Regions from separate parts of the Xenopus tropicalis genome. Here region 1 is linked to region 2. The links are chromatin contacts, called in public Hi-C maps. All regions are on one chromosome and are shown on one strand. Each heading gives the region's core, a stretch centred on a gene start, on an enhancer-like site or on the middle of the called end of the contact. The rest is flanking DNA. Distances are from core to core; before and after follow the strand shown. Region 1 holds the start of slc22a16 (solute carrier family 22 member 16). Region 2 holds the start of rpf2 (ribosome production factor 2 homolog).

The links. A called contact is a pair of places that touch in the nucleus more often than the background predicts.
Region 1: a Hi-C map of neurula embryo shows a contact between it and region 2, with 2.4 times the contacts expected there. The contact joins the promoter of slc22a16 here to the promoter of rpf2 in region 2. A contact is called at or near these places in 4 of 5 Hi-C or Micro-C datasets (brain, gastrula embryo, neurula embryo and 1 more).

The regions. Positions count from the first base shown.
Region 1 is chr5:77,319,779-77,325,292 of UCB_Xtro_10.0, reverse strand. slc22a16 (solute carrier family 22 member 16) reads right to left here and starts at 2,415. Exons shown (of 8, transcript XM_002936935.3): 1 at 2,143-2,415. The coding sequence starts at 2,180.
Region 2 is chr5:77,119,580-77,125,481 of UCB_Xtro_10.0, reverse strand. It overlaps rpf2 (ribosome production factor 2 homolog), which reads left to right and starts at 4,337. Exons shown (of 10, transcript NM_001008430.3): 1 at 4,337-4,445; 2 at 4,648-4,780. The coding sequence starts at 4,423.

The DNA.
Region 1 (5,514 bases), core at 1,166-3,665, 200 kb before region 2:
CTCACTGATAATCCACTGGTGATTGTGCTACTTAAAACTCTGTTTTTTCATACCACTCACCAGCATGACCCATTTGTCAACTCTGTTGTAAAAATAATCAAATGACTCAAATTGAAACACCATTTTGCAAATTGTTCCCCAGTTAATGCTCTAATCTCCAAAGTATGAAGAACTGGATTATTAACCATTAGGCAAAAGAGTAACTGTGTTTAAATTCTTTTATTTTGTGAAGAGGATATTGCATTGGCTCTTGGTACTGAAATATGCACAGCCGGGCACACATTTCTCTTTGCCTATTATGACTCTTTGCCTGTAACCTTTTAATATGGATCTATTTTCGTCTCCTCATTTCAGTGACTATCCATGAGTACCCAAAGGAGAATTAAAGCCCTTTAATATTTGCCAGCAGCAGATGCACCTTACTGTTGCCCAGATACAGAGAAAAGAGACAATACTGCACAAAAATCATTGGGGTTTTTTTCTGTTTTAGAAATCCTTTTTTTTGTGTCACTCAATCCTGCTTGAGCTGAGTTAATTAAGAGCCCAGTGCTCTTGCATGTTTGGCACCTACCACTGCCCAATCTACCCTGGGTTTGCACTGCACAACTGGCACAAGGTACAGATCCGGCATGCGGAGGACAAAAGCATCAAATCTGACCTGTAAAGGTGACGTTTTTGTATTGTCACAGACTCCATCTGGGCAATTCTACATAAAAAAGCAACCATTGTTTCAGTGATATTTACTTAGAGTCAGATTTGGTTCCTGAATAAATAACTGCCTTATCTCTATGCATGGGTTCAGCACATTATTCTAGATTAAATAAACTCTTTTAAACTTCTCAGGACACTGATGTGGTGCCTAATGCACATGGTGTAATAAGAACTGCAATACCTCTGGCAAAGGGTACCTCATTTTCTCAGGATTCCTTTTCACCCTCAATGTTAATCTTCTTTACTGGGCTCCCAATAATTCCATTCCTTGCTGGTATGACAGCTGCACAGTAGCTGATCTCATTACCTAGTCGGGGCCTTATGTGACCTTACTGTCATCAGAAGAAAAACACTTTTCATTTATCTAAACCCATAAGCTTTTAGGAATGGAAGTTTTAAAGCTGGCCATACACGTGGCGATCTCACGATGTTTCGTACGACCGTCGGTCGCACGAAACATCGTCAGATCCGCCACACACCATTCAGGGCTGAATCGGCAGGTAAGGAGGTAGAAACAATAGGATTTCTACCTCCTTCTGCCGATTCAGCTCTGAAGGGAGAATTTTGGTCAGGCGCCTTCTATGGCGCCCGATCAAAATTTTCTAACTTGGCCGATCGGCGAGCCGACCGATTTCAGCAGCTTCCTGCGATATCGGTCGGCTCGCTGACATGCCATACACGCACCGATTATCGTACGAAACGAGGTTTCGTACGATAATATCGGTGCGTGTATGGCCACCTTTACTCTCAGTGTGTTGTTTTTATTAGAAGTCCAGCATAGAAGCAGGTGTGCTGTAAGATATATGCGTCACAAATTGCATGCGCTGTAGGAATGCATTATGGTTACCAGTAGAAGAAGCCTGGGCCCCCAGAGCAAAATTAAGCCCTGTTTATCCCAGCCAGAAACCAGGCCTTACTTATATAAAACATCACTGCCAAACTTTCTAATAGATGTCTGGAAACATTAACAATTTTCACATTTACCCCCTACAGAAAAGTTTGTATACCAGGAGAATTATAATATAATGTTTTACCTTAAATTAAAAAAAAAACCTTTGGAACATCACCTTTTAGTACAAAATCTTGCCTGCCAGATTCCTGTGCACTAGGTCTACCTAAATTATGGTTCTGGACCCAAAACAGTGTCATTAGGCAGTGTATACCAGCTCCCTGTACAGCAACACAACCACAACAGAGAACACATTATATTAAGACCATTACTGACTTATCAAAGACCCATATGTAGTATATAAATAATGCTGAGACAAAAGGTTAATCAAAGAAATATTAAGTATCCCCTTCTCTCCCACATGTTAAGCTTTCCATGGAAAACCTGGATGCAGTTGTCCCATGGACCCAAGTTCTTATGGTTTTGTCCAGCTACTGGTCCCCCTTTATCAAAGGCAAGTTCATGCTGTTGGGGGTCCTTACCTTCCAAAGTGTCCCACATAGTCAAATAAGCGCTCCATACTGTGGCTGCTGGCAGCTCTGGTGTCTCACTGCTGCCTCAAGGTCTCCTCCCAAAGTGTTTTCTTTCAGGCATTCGAGCTTGGCATGCTGCTAGTGCCAAGCTGTGCTGAAACTCCTGCCTTGTTGTTGCGTGAACTTTTACTCATTTTTTTTTCTGCTTAAAGAAAAGTACATTGTGTACAGCATTGTGTCGCATGCGTCTGTGAAACCTGAATAAGGGCAGATTGTGTAAATAGATGTGTGTTCCTAGTGTGTGCTCATATCTGTGTAAGAGTATCTGTGTAACGGAGCAGTCAGACTTGTGCTGTACTTGTTGGTATCCAGAAGAAACGAGACCCTAGCTCAGCATACAGCCTTCCTAAATAATGCCTGTTTATCTGTGCTGCCATTGCTCACTTCTTTCATTATAAACACTTCACAGTGGAGAAAAAAATGCACAGTATTTGCTACTGAAAATACTATGTACAGACCCTGGCATGTTTCTGAAAGTAAATATGCTGTGCAAGGGGTACTCCAGGGAGGCTATTTTTGCAAGCCTCAGACATAAAACATGTTGGCAAAAACAATGAACAACAAAAAAACAAAAACGCTATATTTGTTTTATCCAGGCAGGTGTATGAAGTCTTAATTCCTAATTGGGACTCTACAAAGTCTTGGAACCTTCCTGAGGAGAGAGGTGTTGGGCATGATGGGTGCCAGAGGATCCCCACCATCTCCAAGGGCAAGTGAGTAACTTAATTCTCATCTGAGGATCCACAGAGCCATAACTCTATAATTGTGCCAGTGAGGGTATGTCACAGTTTATATAGGTAGGCCCAGAGGTTTTCTGTCACTCACTATCAGATTTCGGTAATGTTCAGATTCTTTAAAGCTGGTCCAGTAAAACCTCTTTCGAATATAGTTTTGTGTGTTGTGCTCGAATTGCAAGTGTCAGACATTGGGGGGGGGCGGGCAGGGCTGGATTTCTGAATAGGGAGCTCCGAGTCCGCCACTTAACTCATACAGAGCAGTGGGGAGAGGACGTGCTAAAGTGTGTCCTCTCCCCATTGCTCCATATGTGGGCAAAACATATTCCTGTGCGGCAGGGCCTTGCCACAAATTTGGGCCTTGGGGCAGGGGAACCTGGACTATGAGATCTGCTTCCTCTATAGAAATCCCCCTTTCCCAGATGCAGAGAGTGGGGAACACAAGGGACTGGCAAGCACGTTGGTATGTGGAGGTGGGGCCAGGTAGAGATAGATGCTCATGCTGGGCCCCTCCAAGGTTTTTTTTTTTGCAGGGAGGGGGGATGGTTACGTATAGGTATGTGACTATATGACTGGTAAAAATGATGCTTAATGCCAATGTTATTAATGGGAAAAAAAACATAAAAATATAGGGAGTCCAGTATTTTTTTCCAAAAAAAGGTGGCAACCCTAGGGATAACAGTATCTATTATGTACCGGATTACATCTTTACCTATTGACATATAACTTGTTAAGGCTGTTCAGTTCTAGAAGATATGAGACAGTGCTCCTTCGCCAGTCTCACTTCTCCAACATGTAGAGGGAACAGACTGGAAGAATTTCGCAGGGGTTCTAGACCATCATGAAAAAAGCTTATAATTAAGTATCTGTAACCTACAACACAGGGAGGAGGTGCTGAAGAGAACTGTTAACTTCTTCCAGTTATCTTCCATTAGTCTTGGAAGGAGGGAGATGGGTGGTCTATGCTGTATTATTTAATTTTAAGTTTTTCATAATGTTGTTGAAAATAAAGCAAGAGACACTTTGGTGGTCTTTAAAATGATTAAAAAAGAGGACCACATCTAATTGCTTCCCACTATGGCTTATTCTAAATGCCATTTTAAGTTTAGTTTAATGAAACATTTTACACCCTATGTCAACATGCCCGTTCTGAACATACTTTTTGCTTATTGTTTTAATTTTAAAAACAAATCTATTTTTTTTGTTATTGCTGGCACTAAAGAAGAAATTTAAACTAGTTTCACATTCCGCATTGTCACTTCCTGGTTCTGACGAGCAGAGGAGCAGCTGATAAACGGAATTACCAGTGCACTGGGAAGAAGCCCCTGATAATGAGCTGCTCACAGGCTGTATTTTAGGGAAGGGAGAGATCTGTTTGTTCAAAGGCAGATAAGGAATTCAGAACACATTGCCCTATTTATAATGAGGGGAAGTAGAAAAAAAAACAGTTTCTAATTAGTGTTTTATAATGCCAAAAAGTATTGATTTTTTTTTTAATTAGCAGAATAGACAAAATGAAACAAATTTATTGTGTTTTATTATAACAAATGTGTTTTGGGTGCATACTGTCCTTTTAAATGAGAAGGAAAGTCATTTTGGCATTTTACTGGCAATAGATTTGCCATATTAGTGCCACCTAGAATAATATATTTATTCTGCAGAAACCATTACCATACCTGAGTAAACCGCTTTAGAAGCTTTCTCTGTTTGCTTAAGATAGCAGCTGCTATTTTAAGTAGCTTCCTTCCTTCAGTCTAGCTGTTATAGCTCAGATCACACATTCCTAAGGGAGGGGAGAGGGAGTACTTAGCATTCTAGTGGGAGGGGGAAGCAGGAGAGGGGAGAGAGAAGAGAACTGCACAGACTCGGGCCGCAGGAATTAAGGATGTATCTGAGAGAAGGAGTCAGACAGTGGAACATCATGTTTACAAAAAAGAGACAAGAAATCCTGTGTTTCTTTTGATACAGGACTCAGTGCAGCATTTCTGGGAGTGCTTATGGCTGTATTTACACAGACCTTTCTGATAAAGCTTACTTAGTTTTTACATTTCCTTCTCCTTTAGCTGTAGTACAATTGTACATACAATAATGGATCACAGCCCCAGAGCAAATGCTGAATTTGCATCTGCCATACTTAAACATTTCCTGAAATTTCTTCAACAATATGCATGTATTGGCATTTAAAGCGGACCTGTCACCTTAAGAAATAATTTCAAATTGTTTCCTATTGTGTTTGGCAAGCAAAATAAACTTTACTTACACTGTATAAATTATTTTAATCTTATTTTCTTCAGCCTTGGAATTCACAATTGCAGCAAGCAGGCAGGGGCCATTTTGTGGACACTGTTATCAAAGCAGGCATTGCATCCTGCCAATAACTTTTTTTTGTGCCAGTATGGGGGGACCTGAGGCCCATGTCCATGCACTGGTTACACAATGAGATGGTGAGGAGGGAGGGGGAGTGTGAGGAGTGCAGCAACATCTAAGAAGTTCTGAATTGAAAGTGAAAGTAACTGTCTGCCCCACCTCTATGCCTAAGGCATAGAGGTGGGCAGACAGCTGGGATTTTAAAATGCTTTTATAATGG
Region 2 (5,902 bases), core at 3,088-5,587:
TTTGTCTGCCATATGCTGCCTGTGTGTGCCATACTCTGCCTGCCCTATGATGCCTGTGTCTGCCATACTCTGCCTGCCCTATGATGCCTGTGTCTGCCATATGCTGCCTGTGTGTGCCATACTCTGCCTGCCCTATGATGCCTGTGTCTGCCATATGCTGCCTGTGTGTGCCATACTCTGCCTGCCCTATGATGCCTGTGTGTGCCATACTCTGCCCTACCCTGCCTGTGTGCCATACTCTCCCTGCCATATGCTGCCTGTGTGCCATACTCTGCCTGTGTGTGCCATACTCTCCCTGCCATATTCTGCCTGTGTATGCCATACTCTGCCTGCCATATACTGCCTGTGTGTGCCATACTCTCCCTGCCCTATGCTGCCTGTGTGTTCAATATCCTCCCTGCCCTATGCTGCCTATGTGCCATACTCTGCCTACCCTATGCTGCCTACACACAGGCAGCATGGTCCAGGCAGTACATACAATGGCTGAGGTGTGAACAGATGAACAATGTGGGTGATTACAGCCTGAGCAGGTGTGAACAATGCAGGGGGTGAACAATGCATAGATTAAAAAGTGTGAACAGTACAGGGGATTAGATGTTTAAACAATACAGAGGGATTACAGCCTGAATCTGAGGTGAGAACCATGCAGTTAATCTTAGTACTGATACCACTTAAAATTTACACAAGGGTAAACCATCAAAGCAGCCAGACAGGTGGGGGGCCACACAGAGGGGGGCCGCCAGTTGGACAGCACTGCATTAGCATATTAAAAACAGAGGAGTCGGAGTCGTTGAGTCGGAAGTATCAGAAACTGAGGAGTCGGAGTCTGAGAATTTATCTACCGACTCCACAGCCCTGCTTTCTAATGCCAACCCTACACTGACAATGGCCTTAAAATGACTGGCAAAAGGTATCTGAAAGGAATTGGTTTCCTTTCGTTCTGCCATTTTCTGAACCCTTTCCCTATCTTATCCTTCCCCTCTATGTGCTTATTCAGTCACATTAGTGATACTAACAAGAACAAATTGAAATGAAACTGCTGCTTTTGCCTAGCTACATAATATTTTCACTGAACTTACATAAAAGGCTAAAAACACAGCAACTGAGATAGAAATGCCACTTTTCATTAGTAATTATCCCTTTTTCTTCTCAGCTTTTGTTTGTTTATAATTGTTTCGAAGTCCATAACTGCCACCTGCAGGCTGACTTCAGTACTAAATGTATATGTATACTAAATGACATGAGTGTATAAGGGTTCCGCTTCATTGCATAGAAATTGCCACGATTCCTGTTTTATCTGCAGCAATTCTCATTCAGCACAATGAAGAATTTGTTTTTTATCTGTATTGAAGTGATTTATGGATCCTAGAGGGGTGAGCCTCCTCATTTGAATCAAGCATACTTAAAGTTAACGGTGAAAGTAGAGGCGACTTCCTTCTGGACGTTTAACTACAAGCTACAAGAATGCTAAAATGCTCAGACTCTGCTTCAACCACGCTTTTTTCAGTCAAGTATCTTAAGGATTATTTATCGCCCAAAAATTTTGTACGTAGATATAACACCCATCTACCCACCAACACAAATACAGGCATAGTGTTTGCAACATCAGGAAGTAGTACTCACTGCCTCTCCACAAAAAAAGGCCTGGGCATCAAAGTATGTACACTAGGCATAATAACACTCATTTACTGCATGCATAATATGCTACTGGGGACAGATTACCTTCCTCATCAATTTCAAAAGCAGAGTAACATCAAAAGAGGTCTCTGTTTTCATTTATGTAAATAGGTATTCATGTATATAGGTGTTTCTAAGATTTTAAATAACCCAGATGGTATACCCTAGTCCAGCCAAGTTTATCTAAACTACAAGCAACTCCCAGTAGGGCACATATTACATGCGACTCTTCTCCCAGGTGGGCGCTCGCTTTAAGGTGCCCATACACTATAAGATCCGCTTGCTTGGCGATGTCGCCAAGCGATCGGATCTTCACCCGATATCCTCACCTACGGGGCAGTCGGTTCGGGGACCGCATCAACGAGCCGATGCGGTCCCCGATCCGACTGGATTTTCTAACCTGGCTGATCGAGATCTGGCCAATTTCAGGCCAGATATCGGTCGGCCAGGCCGCTCGGTTCTGCCCATACACGGGCCGATTAGCTGCTAAATCGGTCCAAGGGACCGATATCGGCAGCTATAATCGGCCCGTGTATGGGGACCTTTACTGTTGGAGTGGGTAATCCATGCTGTATCCCACCACACAACAGATGTTCTAAATAACTCGGGTGCCAGTGATTCTTACAATAAAATGATAACTCTTTATTGGACATATGTTACACAATCTCTCATGGGTGCGGATATTTTCTCACATCAGTTGTTATTCACATATTCACATGAATACAGGCATAGTGTTTGCAACACCCAGAGGTAGTACTTACTGCCTTGGTGAAACAGTCCCCAGTGTTGTATTACTTGCAGGAAGCTCTCTATTCCTGAACCTAACCACTTCAGTCCCTATACCAGTGGCATTGACAATATAGTGTACTAACCCAACTAGCCTCTTCTTTGAAGCCTCTGACTGCTCTACTAACTACTCCGATCCTGCCTCTCACTCCTATGGGGAAATATATTAACACATGAATGCTCCAAATGCATTTTTTTTCCATCGTGTTCGTAATCGTGTTTTTTGCGACAATTTCGTACCTAGCGCAACTTTTTCGTCGCTCTCACAACTTTTTTGTACTGTGTGTCAAAATTTTCGCGACGAAAGTATGAAAGTTTCGGATTCCTTCAAGCTTTGGTATCGTGACTTTCCTTGGGCCAGGTTGGAGCTGCAGAGTGCCATTAGTTCCTATGGGAGGCTTCCAAAATCATGCACAGAAGGATAAAAAGGTTTTCCTGCATTTTACGATCGTTCAGTATGAAAATTTCGTGACTTTCGGATCGCCAATACGATATTATCGTGATTAAAACTATTTTTTCGTAAGCATTTTTTTGATTTTTGCGATCTTCAGAAATTATCGTATCCAATCCGAATTTGTCCCATTAAAGATTCAAACTCGTGTTTTAATGAATCGGCCCCCTAGAGTGAGCTATTACAACTCTTTCCTGGCACATACTTCACCTACTGGAACCTATCTACACAGGCCTTTTAGCTATGGTCTAACCTTTTTCCCTCTTAATAACATCAGCATCAGGGATTGTTTATACTGCCCAGGTGGCAACCCTAACACTCCTTCATCCAGCAAGTGAGGGCCTAAAAAGACAGAGCATGTGGTGGTTCCCCTTTTGTAAACTAGAGAACCCTGGCAATTGCAAACGTGCTTGTGTTTTTAGGTTTACATATTCTATAAAGACAATAAATATGATGATTTTAGCTTTCCTTAAACTAACTCCCTAAATACCTTTTACTTACTCAATTGCACCAGGAAGATGCAAAATGAAAGCACTTCCAATTCCACTACAAGAAATACTAAAAGCCAGATAATGGTGGGAAGGAAACTTTTTGTCACCCACACTGGAAATTAAGCACAAGCGCAATCAAATGTTGTTCACCTAAGAAGCTTACAGTGAATTTCTGCTTAAAGGAGACATATTGCATAAATGGAAAAAACCCTAATTTTGTAAGCAATTACGATATATGGTGCTGGTTTCACTTTGGCCTTAAATTGAATACTGTCTGCAAAAATGGCCCCATTATTGGAGCTCTGTATAGATCCTCTCAGGTCTCTGTCAGTGTTTCAAATGAAGGGTTGGCGTGTCCTAATGGTCTCTGCCAGAAGCACAGTAGGAGGGGGAGAGCCAATCACAGCCCTGCAGTCATAAAAACAAAGACATGCTTCAGTTCCCTATCAGGTCAGCCTAGCGCTGCTGATTGGTTCCTATCCTACAGTGCAAGGGCTCCCCTGCACATCCAGAGAATTTAGCCAGCAGGAAGTGGAACAGATGAGCGGGACTAGTAGGGTTCTGCAATAATATCTCAATAAATCAGTAGGAAACATAATGCTTCTATGTTTAGCGGAGTTTAATTCACTGGTACATTCTTAATTTTTATATATGCCTCTCATATAACACTCACCCTCTCAGGGCTGCCCCACCAAATACTCCCAGTGACCCCACCAACCCTCTCAGGGCTGCCCCACCCAATTCTCCCAGCGGCCCCACCAACCCTCTCAGGGCTGCCCCACCCAATACTCGCAACACACATGAGAGAGACTCCGCAGAGCTCTGTATCTATGACCCACACGGTACCTCACCGGCTCGGCGTAACATGGACTCGCGCCTTTAGCTAGAACTTATATACACCACGTGACGATGACGCCGTGCGTCCCTTGCCAATGACGTCACCGGGGGCCGAATCGGCAGTAGAAACTAGCAGCTACCGGAACTAGAACTCCACGTGGGTTTGGCGATCTGCGAAAAATGTCTGGACTGGATCGTGTGGTGTAAGTTGGAATTTGGTTGGAGTAAATCAGTATGGGATTTTCACAAAATGGGAAAGGTACATGATTTATAGAGGAAATCAGACCCAGATAACACACCTCTCTCTCTCTCCCAGACACACGTAGGGGTTTATTTACGTGTTTACATTGCAGTGATTATGCATCGTTATTTATTAATGGTACTTGTTTATATCTTCATCACCAGCAAACCGAAAACAAAGAGGTCAAAGAGATTTCAGGAACACAGGGAGCCTAAGCTCAACGAGAATATCAAAAATGCCATGCTCATCAAAGGAGGCAATGCTAATAATACAGTCACACAAGCACTAAAAGATATTGTAAGTACACGTTATACTCGGCTTTCTTATGTCAGTGCCATTTAGGTTGCACCTCTATATAGTATTCTTCTGCAAATATAGCCCCTTTTAATGTAATGGTATTATTGCTTATTATGTATGTATGGGTAGCCCAGTGCCTCTGTGCCATCCCATGAAAGGGTGCTGAAGGTGTTCCTTAATGCTGCTAACTAGTTCTGTATTACCCTTGCGCATAGCATATTATTCATAAAGAGGAGTGGGGGCAGAAGAACACAGAGGCCGTACTATGGCATGGCTAGGATAAAGGTTATTGTACTAAAGGTAGAAAAAGGAAAGAGTAAATCTTGCATATCCAGGTGTCAAATTTTAGTTTGTGATCACTGTAAGCCTTATTTTGAAGCTTAGGTGTTGACTATGGAAAACCTGGGTGAATGGATTTTGAGAACAACTGACCTAGTTGCATGTAAAGCTGGTCATACATGTAAAGAAGATCTATTCAGCAATGTTCATAATTGCTGCTATGCAGAAAATCAGAATGAGAATTGCATGAACACACAGATGTAGCTCTCAATCCAACAAAAAACTCCAACCTGCCCAGTTGACGTCTGGCAGATTTTTGGATAGATAGGCCAGTCAGAGGGCCCCATACTACCCATACTGACCTTAAAGGAACAGTTCAGTGTAAAAATGAAACTGGATAAAATGGATAGATTGCACAAAATAAAAAAAATATTTGCAATATTGTTAGCCAAAAATGTCATCTGCAAAGACTTGAGTAGCAGATGCCTGACATAATAGCCAAACAGTACTTCCTGCTTTTAGCTCTCTAACCTCTTAGTCAGTGACTTTAGGGGAGCCACATGGGACATAACTGTTCAGTTAGTTTGTGAGCATGCAGGTCAGCTTCATATGCAAACTAACTAAACAGTTATGTCCCATGTGCCCCCCCCCCTCAAGTCACTGATTGGTTACTGACTGCTAACAGCTTAGAGAGTTGTAAAGGAGGAAGTAATGTTATGGCCATTATGTTAGACCTCTGCTCACTCCAGCCTTTATAGATTACATTTCTGCCTAACTAACTAGCTATATTGATAACATTTTTTATTTTGCACAGTCTATCTATTTTACCCAGTTTAATTTTTA